Regions from separate parts of the Danio rerio genome. Here region 2 is linked to region 1. Evidence: chromatin contacts called from public Hi-C data. All regions are on one chromosome and are shown on one strand. Each heading gives the region's core, a stretch centred on a gene start, on an enhancer-like site or on the middle of the called end of the contact. The rest is flanking DNA. Distances are from core to core; before and after follow the strand shown. Region 1 holds the start of znf516 (zinc finger protein 516). Region 2 has its middle 23 kb from the start of mbpa.

Region 1 (7,152 bases), core at 1,916-4,415:
GACCGGGAGGGTCTTCCTTTTGTCTTCCCCAACCAGACGTGCTTCAGACAGGCCGCTAGCGTAGGATGGACCCCTGCATTCAACAATGGCCATGCTGGACTCCCCGCCGCTCAGAGGAGGTATAGACATGAGCTGTTGTGACAGTTCTGGTGCGAGAAGCACAATGAGATTGTAGTTTGGGGGGATTCACCAAGTTTAAAAAAAGATAGTAAGACCATGGACAATATGCTCCTATGTGAGTTTTCCAATAATGATAGTTTATATGTATATATAATTTGTGCAAGAAGTGAAAATCAAAACCTGAAATCAGTTCATATAAAAGTTATGCTTTGTTTGTTTGTATTAGGGCAGGTTATGAATTAAAAACCTTAAAAAAGTTATAGTTTTAAGTAGAAAACAAATAAACAATACAAGTAATGTTTCTGCTGTCTGTCAAATCACAGCAAGAACAAAAGCCAATTAAGCTCTTCCATCTTCTCTTGTCAGAGCTGATGCCTGTTAGTGGTTGGTAACTGTCTCTGTGCGTTTGGACAAAATGCACAATTTGGTTTAGGATTTGAGTGCACACACGCGCACTGACACACATACACACACACCACTCAATTTGAAAAATGCACTGATCCTGCATTGATGGAGCTACAAGATGAGATGAACTGTCTGGGGATAAGTAGGTCAGCAGAGCTGAGGTAAGCCCTCTGAGAACAGCCATGTTTCAATAATAACCCCACTGCTGACGTGTATATATATATATACATATATATATGTGTGTGTGTGTGTAGTGTGTCTTTACACATCTCCCAAACCTCTCTGTATCATAGTTACGGTGATTTAATGCTCAGCTCATTGGTTTGCCAAACAGCAAACCACTATTCATTACCAGCTCAGCATGTTCAGTTCCGTTATTATGCGGTTAAGCACCTCATCAATTCCATTGTCATTGCGGCTACGCTGTTTACACGCTACCCAACATACAAAATCAAATAATCAAAGGAAATAACCCAGATAAGTAGGCAAACACTGGATGTAAGCCGAGGTAAATGGATGATGGGACCTCTAGGAAAACTTCCAATTTCCTAAACATCTGCACTTTAAATTTCTTACCTGCCATTTTATAGCCCAGCAAGTTAACTTACCGTAAAAGATGAACTGTGGAGATATGAGTGCTTTTTGTGCGTTAGAATGAGTGTGTTTGTGTGAGGGGGATGCTGGGCCAGTGGTGAAATGTAGTTGGTATATAATGGATTATTGATTGTTAAGAGAGAGAAAGAGAGAGAGAGAGAGAGAGAGAGAGAGAGAGAGAGAGAGAGAGCGGCCCTCAGGGTCTATCCCAACTGGCCCCTCTCTTTCCCAACACTGAATAGTGTCTTTACGGCTCAGCACACACACGCACACATCCACACATGTACACACAATGAATTTAGGACTGAGCGGACAGTTACAGCTCAAACCGAATATGAGAGAAGACTAACTGAGACTTAGTGTTGTCCTTCAGGCAAAGATTCACCCAAACACTTATATACATACTTGATTATATGGGAGATGGGATTTATATATAATAAAATAAAACCTGATTTGTCATCATTTTCGATATTATGCAAGATATGTATTCAAATACTAGCTCTAAAATTACATTGGTGTAGCTGTTTTGACATCAACTGAATGAAAGGAAGAAATGACGGAAGAAAGTAGTTCTACATACAAAAGGATTTTTAGGCGCACTGTGTTTGATTCTCTTTTTTTATATGCACGATTATGCCATTAAACAGTTGTAATCACTGCTGGGACACTAAGACGCAATGCACGCTTCCCACCAGTGCAGATATATAGCCTTATCGCACTGCTACTCGTGTGATATTGCTCACATATGGGGGCACATGTTGTATACGACCACATTGGGTATCTGCTGTAACACAGATATACAGAATTGTAGTTAAATTTAAGCATGAACAATTAATCTTTAATTATTAAAGTGAAAAATGTCAAAACATTGCATAAATATTATTAATAATACTAATACAATTTTAAATTCTTTTGACAAAATTTCCTAACATTACTAAGTTTCCTACTATTCCCTACTAGTTCCCTATTATAGTGTCTACTATAGAGTAGAGTTTGTATGATTATATGTATTTTTTTCTGTCACAAAGTGCACAAACTAGCCAACACACTGGTCAATATTAGAATAAATAAAAACATTGACTGGAATAACCAATTTTAAGATTGCCAAAATGAAAAGAATGATTACTATGTTTAGATTTAATTGAATGCAAAAAAAAAGAATGGCAGGAAATCCTGATTCTGGACTGGGTGTGTATGCTTTTGTAGATTTGCAACAATTAATACCCTGCTTGTTGTTGTATTGAGCAGAGTATTCACTGTATCTCTATTCAATGTCTTCTTACAATAATCATTTTGGGTAAAATGTGAGTTTAAGCAATGCTTTAAGATGTGTGGTTCTCTCTGACTCTTAAATGAGGACATCAGCAGTCTCTCTCCCTTTGTCTCTTTGTCCCTCTCCCACTCACTTGTAAATGGTGCAGAGCATAAAACTCAATGTACTATGTCTGCTGTATTCAGCTATGCAGTATGGATCCTGCCTTAAACGAATAGTTTGGACTGAACAAAAGACTGTCAGATGACATTATATAAAAGAACTCTGTTAGCTGGGGGTTGTCTGAAACACTGGACCTAAGTTCTCTCCTTCTAAAGATATGTATCTCTACAGCTTTTGGAAACAACACTTAATTCATAACAGAACATGATTTATAAAAAGATTGATTCAGACAGTAATTTTTCTAAACAAAAATGCGCATGTCCTTCATTTGCTTGTAACTGTTCATTCACATAGACTAAATAGATTAATGAATAAACCATTTTTTTTCTAATTTGCAAGCCTTGTTCTCAAATTTGTTTCTTTTCTGTCTCCATTTCCTCTCAGGTGACCAGAATGAAGCAAACCCTCAGCTGGTAAGATGATTCATTGGAGAAAAAGCTCCAGACATATTCCAGACAAAACCAACACTGTCAACACAGAATTTCCAACAATGACACGTTTGACAAAGAGAACTTTTACTCAGACCGAATGACTACAGGCGAGACAGACTTAATAGAATCTAATAAATTGGACAACAGATAGCAGCTCAGTGGAAATTTCAAGCCTTGAAATGGAGGTGGAAAGGCCAGAAGTCTCAGAACAAGAGCCCTTCTCCAAGGGTGGCCATGACAACCCTGATGTCAAGAAGAGCCGGGGACACACTTGTGAACTCTGTGGAAGAAGTTTTCCTTTCCTCAGCTCATTGTCCCAGCACATGAGAAAGCACACCGGGGAGAAACCCTACAAATGTCCTCATTGTGAGCACCGCTCAGCCCAAAAGGGCAGCTTAAAGGCCCACATACGCAGCCACAAACTGGATGGTCTTAGCCAGAGTGGCGGGGGCGAGGAGGAAGATATGGACGAGGAAGGGGAAAAGGAAGGAGGGGTGCCAGAAGATCAAGGTAGTTGCTCTAGTCCAACTGAGAGTACCTCGGCTTGCAACAAGGTTGTGAGTGGTGAGGATGCAACCAAAATGAGGAAGAAAAGTGGAAAGAAGGAAAGAATCCCTGGTGAGAGTGGTAAACAGTCAGTGCAGTGTTCTTTGTGCAGGAAAAGATTGTCCGGTCAGGCAGAGCTTGAAAAGCATATGCAGGAGCTTCACAAGGTCTTGCGATGTGAACTGTGCCCTTATGAGACCCAGCAGGAGGACCAACTGCAGGCTCACGTTGAGAAGGATCATCCAAGTGATGAGGAATCTATCACCAAAGAAGTGTCTACCAGCGAAGAAACTGATGGTATACTTGGTAAAGGCGAGTTCCCATGTGAGCAATGTGACCAGGTTTTCACCCAAGCCTGGTGTCTAAAAACTCACATGAAGAAACATCAGAACAGTATGGATCATGGGTGCCGGATCTGTGGACGTCGTTTTCGTGAGCCCTGGTTCCTACGTAGTCACATGAAGACCCACAACACCAAGGTAAAACCAAGGAGTAACTCTTACCTTCCGGCCACTGTCAACGAGGTGGCGCAGGACGAGTCCAACTTGGTGAATGAAGTGTGTCTGTATGAACTCTGTGCCAAGTGTGGTAACTTCTTCCATGACCGCAAAAGCTTGCAATTGCATGAGCAGGTTCACAAAAATATTGAGCAGCCTCTTAAAAACAAAAACTGCAATGAAAACAACTTTCCATCTGTCACCAAGACAAGCTTCCTGCAATGCCTAAACTTGAAACCTGCAGGAAATATTGAGAACCCTAGTGAGGGAACCATAGGGAAAAGAATCCCAGAGCTTGATCCTGTAAGCAGCTACCAAGCTTGGCAACTGGCAACAAGAGGCAAATTGGTGGAGGTAACAGAGAGAAGCCAGGGCTGGGAAGAAAGGTTAGCTGATGCGGATGTAGCATACGACAGGGAAAAAGGCGAGTATGTCTTACTCAGACAGGACAAGCGGAAGAAATCACTTGATTCCACTGTGAGTATCCCAACCAAGAAACGGAGAGGGGCTGTTACCCAAGGCTGCACTCCAGATCAGCACAGCAATGGAGAAAAGAACAGCCATGTTTCAACAGGTGAGCGAAGCCCTGAAAATCTGAGTGACTCTGAGTATCGCCCTACTTCTCGCCCTAGCCGTAAAAATTCCCAGAAAACTTCAGAGTGCTTGGAGTGTGGAAAGGGCTTCCGCACACAGCAACAGATGGTGATCCACATGCTCATCAGACATGGTGGCTTGGGTGAAACCATTGGTGGAAATGGACTGTTCCGCAAAACAACGTCTAGCCCATCTAAAACAGGGGAATCTGCAGGACACTTCAGGGATCAAAGACGGGCTGGGTTCTTGGGGGACACAGGTAAGGGAATCCCTTCTTGTTTTTACAAATATAGAAAACTCAAAGATTGAGTAATCTTACACAAATTTGACAAAAACTTCAAGTGAAACTTGTTTGCATATCATAAACTATCATTAAGCTTTCAACAAACACTTTGAGCAGGCAGTATCATTAATGAAATGCTGTGTGGATGCTCAAAATCTGAAAGGGGTTTTATTGTTACATTGGGCAGATGTTTAAATATACTTAAAGAAATGTAATTTTATCATTTGAATATTTTTGTTGATCATCTATTTATATAGATTTTGTGCCAGGATACTTCATTTTCTCTTCCATCACTGCTCAACACCTGCCTGCAATTGATTTTTTGAGTGAACCTTAAAAATGTAATTAATTGATTTAATTAATTGACAATTATAATTAAATATACTCATGCTGAATTAACTACACTAACAGCATGACAGTGCTCCCAAGAATTTGTAAACAAGAACCTAATCAGAAATAATGATTCACTAAAGGTTTGCTGCAGTCACTTTAGAAATTACGTTAAGCTTTTGTCGATACTACTTTCCTACTCTTGAAGATAGACCATCCTATGGAGTTTTTAATAAAATACAGCTGAACAAAAGCAAATCCCTGGAAGGAATGCTATCAGGAACTAAAGGCAGATCGCCAAGAATAAGATATGAGATTGACTGGCTTACTAGACACAATTTGATATATTGTTTTAGTTTACGTTTAAATTAGGGGAGACAGAGACACCTTGTGGACAAATCTTGCAGCACATCTAAATGTACATTTACGCTGTAGGGTTTTTGCATTGCTCTTAAAATGGTTTACACAAATATTCCTTTTAACTATAACCTCCAATATAAAAAAATACACTTGATGAAAGTGTACCACTATAGGGACTGGGATTGTTTTGTTAAAATACATTGTGTCACTAGTTCATAGCCCTTTGCATCTGTTTCCTGTCCTTTGATACCCAATTCTCTCGCCCCCCTCCCATACTCAGATCACGGCCTTTGTGGGATCTTTAAAGAACGTTTTTTAGTTATCAAAGTGCAAAACCAGGCTCTGAATTGTTACATTTTTAGCTTGTGGCTGTAGCTGTCCAGCCCTCTTTGCATGATGCTATTTCTGCACTTCCTGTCTCAGGAAGACAAGTTCTAAAGATTTGTGTCTTTTTTTTCCCACTTTCCCTCTCTAAGTGCAGAGCTTTATTTAAAACACAATGTTAAAACCACATGAAAATACTATACAAGACAGAAATCTCATCAAAGCCAAAATGCCCCACAGAGCACTAAATCTTACCTGAATATTGATAGATCCTGTCATAATTAGTGGAATAAAGGGGTGTGATAATAATTGTTTATAATGGGTTAGAAATATAGATTTACTATGTTTTACATCAATATAAAGACAAAAAAAATCATAAACAAAAGATGTCCACTTAGAGACTAACACAGAAAGAATGTTCTAGAACAGAGGTTTCATTGTGCAGGAGTTGAAACAGATGTCCACTCAATGCTGATATTTTTGTGTAGGTGTGAAGACTGTAAAATAAATCCACACTATTTATCTCCTTTAAACGATTCATAATCAGACCAGATTATCCTCTTGTAGCTTTACGTTTCAAAGGCACTAAAGATTGTAGCTTAGGGAAGCAGTCATGGCAATTATGTTTGTGTAAAGTTTATCTCAGAGGACCCCCCTCTCTGAATTGGCTCAAAAATAACCCCAGAGAGGGTGGAATGAAGGCTGCACAGCAGCTAGTGTAAGCCACCAAATGCAATCCAGATGGCTTGAGAGAGAGAATAGAAAAAGAGAAAGAGCTACCGAGAGATTGCAGACATGTTAAATGTAAACAAACATCTTGCTGACAGATGAGAAGAGGTAGTCCCAGGCAAAGTTCCCAGGCCCAGTAGTCTGTTGCTCCTTTGTACTTTTATTAAACAAACTTGGTGTGATTGTTCTACCAAAGTTAATGTTTTTTTTGACCTTGTGTACATAATCAATTACATGTAAACATGCTCTTTATTTTTAAATTCCATGTCACATTGTTAATTGTATATAATTAACCAATTCTTATTTAAATGTCTTTATCAATTCTTTATTTCTGAGCATATTTTTATAATTTATGTAATTTTTATTTTATTGTTATTTTTAAATGCAATGTATCCCTTTAATCTATCCCTAACTAGCCACTTCACCAATATTAAGTACCAATAATTCCCTAGAAAGCATTCTAATATGCTGATTTGGAATAAATGTATTTACTATCTGCTTAGA
Region 2 (7,152 bases), core at 1,420-3,919, 94 kb before region 1:
CCCAATTGGATTTAAGTCAGGGCTCTGACTGGGCCACTGCAAAATGCCAATGTTTTTGTCTGTCAACCATTTCTTCACCACTTTTGCTGTGTTTTAGGTTGTTGTCATGCTGGTGTCCAAGGCTTAGTCTCTATGCAGGCTGTGATGTTATTTAAATATTTGAAATAGATCATAAAAGGTTTTTCAAAATTGTCTTAAGACAAGAATTGATGTTATTTAATAGCCATATCATTGTATGATGGACAGCAAGAATTGCTATAAAAGCATCCAGATGGAAGTTTGGGTAAAACCAAAGTTTACTTGTTGTAGTGATGAACTGTCCTTCCTTGAAGCCGGAAGTATACCATCTTTGGGCCAAAGATATTTTTGTAGATGTTAGCAAAATATCAGTGCAGAGAGAGTCAACCAACCATGCAAATCAAAGGACTGAATAAGTGCAGTAGTGCAAGCCAACAACTGCAAAGTAAAGGTATTCCATTACTAAATGGGTCATAGCAAACTACAAACTCATGAACATTGTTCACGACTGTAACATGCTATCGACAAGAACTCGTGTTATGAAAAAAACTGAAAAAAATAAATGCATATAAAAAAAGAAGAGTTCAGATCCAAAAGCCTCAAAATCCAAAAAACAATTCTGATTGGTTCTCGAGATATAGCGCTTTTGCTGTCAAAGGCAAGTGGCAATTAGAGGCTTTTGCATACAGACTGTTATTTCTGAATGCACTGATGCTGCGATTGATATGATTTGAAGCAAAAAAAAATTACATTGACATTGACAAATGACAGTCATTAGCTCATTTTTGATGGAAATGCCGTTTAGTATATCAGAACTCTTCATATATATATATATATATATATATATATATATATATATATATATATATATATACATATATATATATTCAGGTGAGTGGTCTTGACAAACCACCTGTAATTATGTTAATGGATAAGTATGTTTACAAAGATTTTACCTTTCCTCCTAACCAAACACTTGAAATAAGACAGTCAAATTGCATGCCATGCCAGCTGGCCATTGTATTGTGTTGAACTTTAAACACTGAAATGAAAGAGTAAGAGTAGAGAAAGAAAATTACTTATTTAGGAGATTCTCCCTGGAGTGAATGTTAGCAGAAGAATTGCCGTGACCTTTGCATGGTGTTCATCCTGGTCAATTGTGTACGAGATGGACAGACACTTAGAGCTTTCACTTGAAATGCCCTTAGAAAATAGGTCTCTTGAAAGGTCGCTGTAAATGTCCATAAATTGTTTCAAAATACTTTTGCACCAATTGTCAGTGAGTACACATTAGCAAAAAGATTTAACCCTAGATTTGATAGATCTCACAAATGCTACTCATTTAATTTGCTACAAAGCTTAACAAAAGTTTACAAATTATTAAGCCCTTATTAACAACAGTTGCTGTTAATTGAACTGCACTTGTACAGTACAAGAGCTGTAATTCAGTACTATAATCTACATATGGGAAATACCCGCATGTATATAATTCCTTGATTAGACAACGAAAGTAAATCCACTATGCACAGATACCATCAACAGTATTAAATGTGTGATTCAGAGAATGACAGCAATGAGACAGCAGTAAACGTTATAGCAATATACAAATTTCATATCATGAAATTCACCTATCATGTTGATATGTGTCCATTGAGTGTAATGATATATAAATTGGAGATTAGAATTAGAGAACCTACAATGTCCTAAACATCAAGTTCACAGCTGTCCTATTTGAAGTTATTTTTAAATTAGCAAACAAGCCATTTTAAGCATATATTCTGAAGCACAGAATATATGAAACTCTATATGACGTATTAAGAACAAGACTGACCAAAATAAAAGAACTCTTTCAGATTTTCACAGTTATTGGTTTTAATCTAATTCCTCAATTATCTGACAAACTTTCCTAACTGTCAGTTTCCTTTACAGTTATCACTTCTAAAAAACCATGAAAGTGAATGAGACCAGAAGTCTCAAGCCAAAATGATTCCAATAACTGGGCCCGAAAAAGGCCAAAGAACTCTTTCAGCCATATGTATTGGTTGTTCCACAGAATTAGGCTAAAATGTCATTTAATCATTTAAATTCCACCAGAAGGCTGGACATCCATGAAAATCTAATAGAAAACAGGAAAGAACAATGCAGAGAATGTCAATCGGTTCAACACTACAGCTGGAATCTCTCACCAGTCCAGTCCTAAACAAGGTAAGGATCTCAACATGCAGTGACTTGATGTTTAAAAGATATTGGACGGAAAGACCTGGAGTCACTCAATCTTTCTTCAGCATCTTCATAAGACTAATCTTTGTTGATGTTATGCAAAGTTCACTTTTCTCATTAAAGTACATTTAATTTATTTAGGTCTGGAACAGTTACAAACATGAATTTGGCAGTAAACCATGTGCCTGATAAATCAGGGAATTGGCCAAAGGAGAGTGTGAGTGATTCAGTGAGTGAGTCAGTCAGTCAGTGACTGATTAAGTGAGTCAGTAAATGATTCATTGGATGAGTGAGTGAATGAGTCAGTAAGTGAGTGAGTCATTAAGTGAGTGATTCGGCCATTTAGTGAGTGACTGATTGAATGAGTCAGTGAGTGAGTGAGTCAGTAAGTGAGTGAGTCATTGAATGAGTGTGTCAGTCAGTAAAGTCAGTGAGTCTGAGTGAGCAACTGATTGAGTGAGTCAGTGTGTGTGTTAGTGAGTGAGTCAGTGAGTGAGCCAGTAAGTGAGTGAGTCAGTGACTAGTGGAGTGAGTCAGTAAGTGAGTAAGTCATTGAGTGAGTAAGTCAGTGAGTGAGTCAGTCAGTCAGTGAGTCAGTAAGTAAGTTAGTGGGTGAGTCAGTAATTGTGTGAGTCAGTGATTGATTGAGTCAGTGATTGAGTGAGTCATTAAGTGAGTCAGTCAGTGAGTGAGTCTGAGTGAGTGAATGAGTGAGTGAGTGAGTGAGTGAGTGAGTGAGTGAGTGAGTGAGTGAGTGAGTGAGTGAGTCAGTGAGCAGTGACTGATTGAACCAGTAAATCAGTGAGTCGGTGAGTAAATGAGTGACTCAGTGAATGAGTCATATAGTAGGTAATTGGAAACATTCACATTTAGTTTAAAACATCTAGTTCATTTTCAAACTGAGGAAAGACTAAACCCAAAGAGTGTATAAAAGTGAATAAAGTGGCCAGCCCAGACTCCTGAGCTACACCTGGTTGAAAATCCCAAGAAAATCCTGGCTGACATAGTAGCAGCTAAAGCCTGGTTTATACTTCTGCGTCAAGTGACCGTCGTACCCACGGCGCATGCAACGCGCGTAGCTGTGCATTTATACTTTTGCGCGCTGTCTCTGTTGGTCTGCATTAACACTTCCGAAACGCTAGTTAGCAGTGATGTGTTAATGTTCCTCTGTGTTGAGTTTCTTCGCTGGTGTTTTGCTTTTCCTGAACACTTCCTGAATGTACAAGTTGCTCAAACTCGCTCATTTTGAGGCAGAAACCGGTGGATGTGCAACAACTTTAACTATGAGGTATACACAAAACAAAACTTTCCATCCGGAGCTCCTTCACGGGACTCCACACTTGTAAACAATCGCTCCATTGGGCTCGCGCAATTCGTGCGGGTCTCGGTCCCAACCAGACTCGTCAGCACTACCGAGCCGACCAATCACAGAGCTTGTGCTACGCGTCGTTGCAACGTGTAGTTAAATTTTTTGAGAGGTGCACTTCAGCGACGCCGACAGCCACGGTGTAGGGCTATGCTACTACTGATAACTACTGATAAAACAAAAGTATTGTAAACTAAACATTTAAGGCATTTTAAATAAACATTTGGTAAGCATTCCTAATTAAATACATTTTATTTTAAAATTAAGTAATTTAAATTACTTTTAAGAAATATCAAAATTATTATGTAAAATTTGGAAAAATAAATGTTTTATATAGTAAATGGAGAATGTTTCTGTAATTTTTTTGTAAAAAATTTTGTGAAATATTTAGCAAAAAAAAAAAACTTATATTTTGATTGATGTTAATGTATTTTTTATTCTTTATTGTAAATAGAAAAGTGCATTCACACAAAAAGATTTTAAAAAATGTGCATTTGTTTAAAAATGTATTTGATGTTTTATATTTACTGAAAATAAATTGACACATTTTCCCAGAGATGGGTTGCGGCTGGAAGGGCATCCACTGCGTAAAAACTTGCTGGATAAGTTGGCGGTCATTCCGCTGTTGCGACCACAGATTACTAAAGGGACTAAGCCGACAAAAAAATGAATAAATGAAATTGACACATTTTGGATAAAGTAAAATGCCTTTTAATAGTTCTTGAAAGAACACATTTGACACTGTAAAGATACAAAAGTGTCTTGTCACTGTAGTGGTACCTTCATGGATCACATTTGTACCTTTGATCAATACAATATTGTATCTGCAGGTTTTAAAAACCAAAGGAACATTTTGGTTTCCCATGGTACAAATCATGTCCTTAAAGGTACGGACTGCAATGATACAGATGTGTTTGTTTGACTTAAGGTACAATTCTGTTTCATAAAAAGGTACTGCCCCAGTGACAAGGATTTGTACCTTCTTTGGTACAACATTGTATTTTTTTTTTTCTGAGAGTGTATGAGACCCACACCATCGAGATGTGTGCATGTGTGTGTGGCTGTGTTGCTTTAAAATTACGTTTTGCATTACGCTAACTTTAAAATAATGCTAGCATTACTCAAATGGTATATTTTCACATATTTGAAGCATTTCAAATAATTGATTTTATAACCAAAATAGATTTTTGATTGATTAAAACCCCACAAGCTTGTTGAGAATGTCCTGCACTGAAAAAAAGTGATTCAAGGTGGTATTTTAATCCTCACTAAAGATGTCTTCTCTCATTAAAATAGCCTACATGTAAAACTTGCCTGGAAGGTGTCTAAACGGACTCGTTTTGAACTGGAACAAAAATCATTAATTATTTAAAATACCAAATGAAACGACACTGGCCATATCCTACTTTGTACAAAGAAACGCACATGTCTAATTCAAACAGCATTAAGAAATCTTCTTATATTAAAATGAAATAACCGCAAAACACAATAACTAAACGAATGTACAACATAAACTAAACGAATGCGCCCGAATGATCACGTGAATACTTCACTCACAATCACGTAATATTTTATGACTTCAAACACACTCTTGGGACCTGAAGGGTTCACAAATGGACTTTTCATTGTATAACCGAGAATGCCACGTACGATTCTTTGAACATGATCCCACACATTTTTTCCCCTCAGAGTCCAAATAAATAGTAAAAACACCATGCGTGATCTAGCCATGAAAGAGGAGGATGTGCCAGTGGCTCCTTTGAAGAGAAAATGTTTGATCTGTTCTTGGAATATCTATATCCCATGTTAACGTAAATCCATTATTCTGTAGCGCATGGCAACAGGTGTTCTAAAAAAAGCGAAACACTGCTCTCTGTTGGCGTAATTGTGACGTGCATGTTTAAAAGGAGAGCGTGGAAGCTGCTAATGTAAACATGAATTATGGCGTTTTATAATGCTCGCTTGGAGTCGGTATAGCTTGGGAAACATTTGTCCTGAAAAATGTATCCGGGAAAAAAAACTAACTTAAAAAAACAAAAACGTGTTTGCTGTTGTTGTTATTATAGCATAGATCTTAGTACAAAAGGTGCTAAAGTAATATTTAAAAAAAAAACAATAGTAAAAAAATAATATTTCCAATATTTAACAGCCTATACAAAATAAATAAATAAATAAATAAATAAATAAATAAATAAATAAATAAATAAATAAAATAACATTTTTTGTTGCTTGTTAAAACAGTTCATATAAAATTAGCTGAAACAACACAGTTCTTGAAATTTTGTTGGGACAACTTAATTGTTTTCAGTCCACTTATTTTTTAAAAACAACTATGTCAACTTAATTCCTTCATGTTGTCCCAACACAAATTGTGTGGAATCCAGCAATTTTTCACAGTGTACGTTCACATAACGGCTTCTTCAAGCTACTTATTTATGAGCTGAATCAACACAATTATTGAGGGGTTTTGTGGGATAAACGAATTGTTTTATGTTTAATCAACTTAAATTTGTAAAAGCTATTAAGTTAACTTAATTAGTTTGTGCTGAGACAAGATGAAGGAATTGTGTGGAACCCTGCATGTTTCACAGCGTAAGTTTTTAGAATAAATGTTAGATTAAAATATGTATTATACCAATTTTAAATCAAAATTCAGATAACAGTCTAACATCATGTCTGGATTACAATAACATTGTAACGTTTTAAGCTACATACTGTTTTTTGTTTTTTTGTTTTTTACATTTTGGGTGAAACTAAAAATTAAGATTTTTTATTTTATTATTATTTTTTTTTAACTTTAAAATAAAAAGCCATTTCAGTTTTTTTATCCATTTTTTTAAATAAATTCTTTATGTCAAGCAATAAAGCATTTTATGTAGCAGAAAGTAGTTTAGCATCATTAGTCAGTTTTGGTTTCTTTTAGATGTTTACATTTTCACCTTTTGATTTAAATATTAAGCAATTTATTTATATTCCAGTTTTTATATAAGGCATTATTTCATTAAATTTTTACTTTATAAAAGATATTTAAAAAAAAAAAAAAAAAAAAATATATATATATATATATATATATATATATATATATATATATATATATATATATATATATATATAGTTAAAGAATATGCCCAATCCAATTTTATTATCGAGGGATGTATACAAAAACAACAGTCCCAACAAATTTCCTGTTTTACATTTTTCATTTCTATAGCTTCCGAGAATCCAAATAGAACCACATATTGATAAATAATGTTATGATAGCTGTTTTATCCAGTTATGACTAAATTGCCTCTTGTTAGGTTTGAAATAGTTTGATAACAAACAAGAAAATATTCATGGGTCAATGCCATGACCACAAAGAAATGGTTTATATAATAGAAGCTGTATATTGTAGAATAGATGAGATTAGATTCAACTTTATTGTTATCACACATGTACAAGTACAAGGCAGCAAAATGCAGTCTGTCTAACCAGCAGTGCAATAGCAGCAAGTGCAGGATACAGGTATTAGTTATAAGGTGCAGTTATAGAAAAACTATGGTGATATT

Evidence for each region. A called contact is a pair of places that touch in the nucleus more often than the background predicts.
Region 2: a Hi-C map of fibroblasts shows a contact between it and region 1, with 5 times the contacts expected there. The contact joins the enhancer-like site here to the promoter of znf516 in region 1. A contact is called at or near these places in 8 of 18 Hi-C or Micro-C datasets (caudal fin, embryo, fibroblasts and 2 more) and 1 of 4 datasets of contacts at active chromatin or transcription factors (caudal fin).

What each region holds. Positions count from the first base shown.
Region 1 is chr19:24,115,679-24,122,830 of GRCz12tu, reverse strand. znf516 (zinc finger protein 516) reads left to right here and starts at 3,165. Exons shown (of 4, transcript NM_001159669.1): 1 at 3,165-4,881. The coding sequence starts at 3,165.
Region 2 is chr19:24,209,413-24,216,564 of GRCz12tu, reverse strand. No RefSeq gene overlaps it. Among named protein-coding and RNA genes, the nearest start is that of mbpa, 23 kb to the left of the region's middle. Within about 2 kb of position 2,669, at least 2 of the 62 cell types and tissues checked have an H3K27ac peak or open chromatin away from gene starts, as enhancers often do.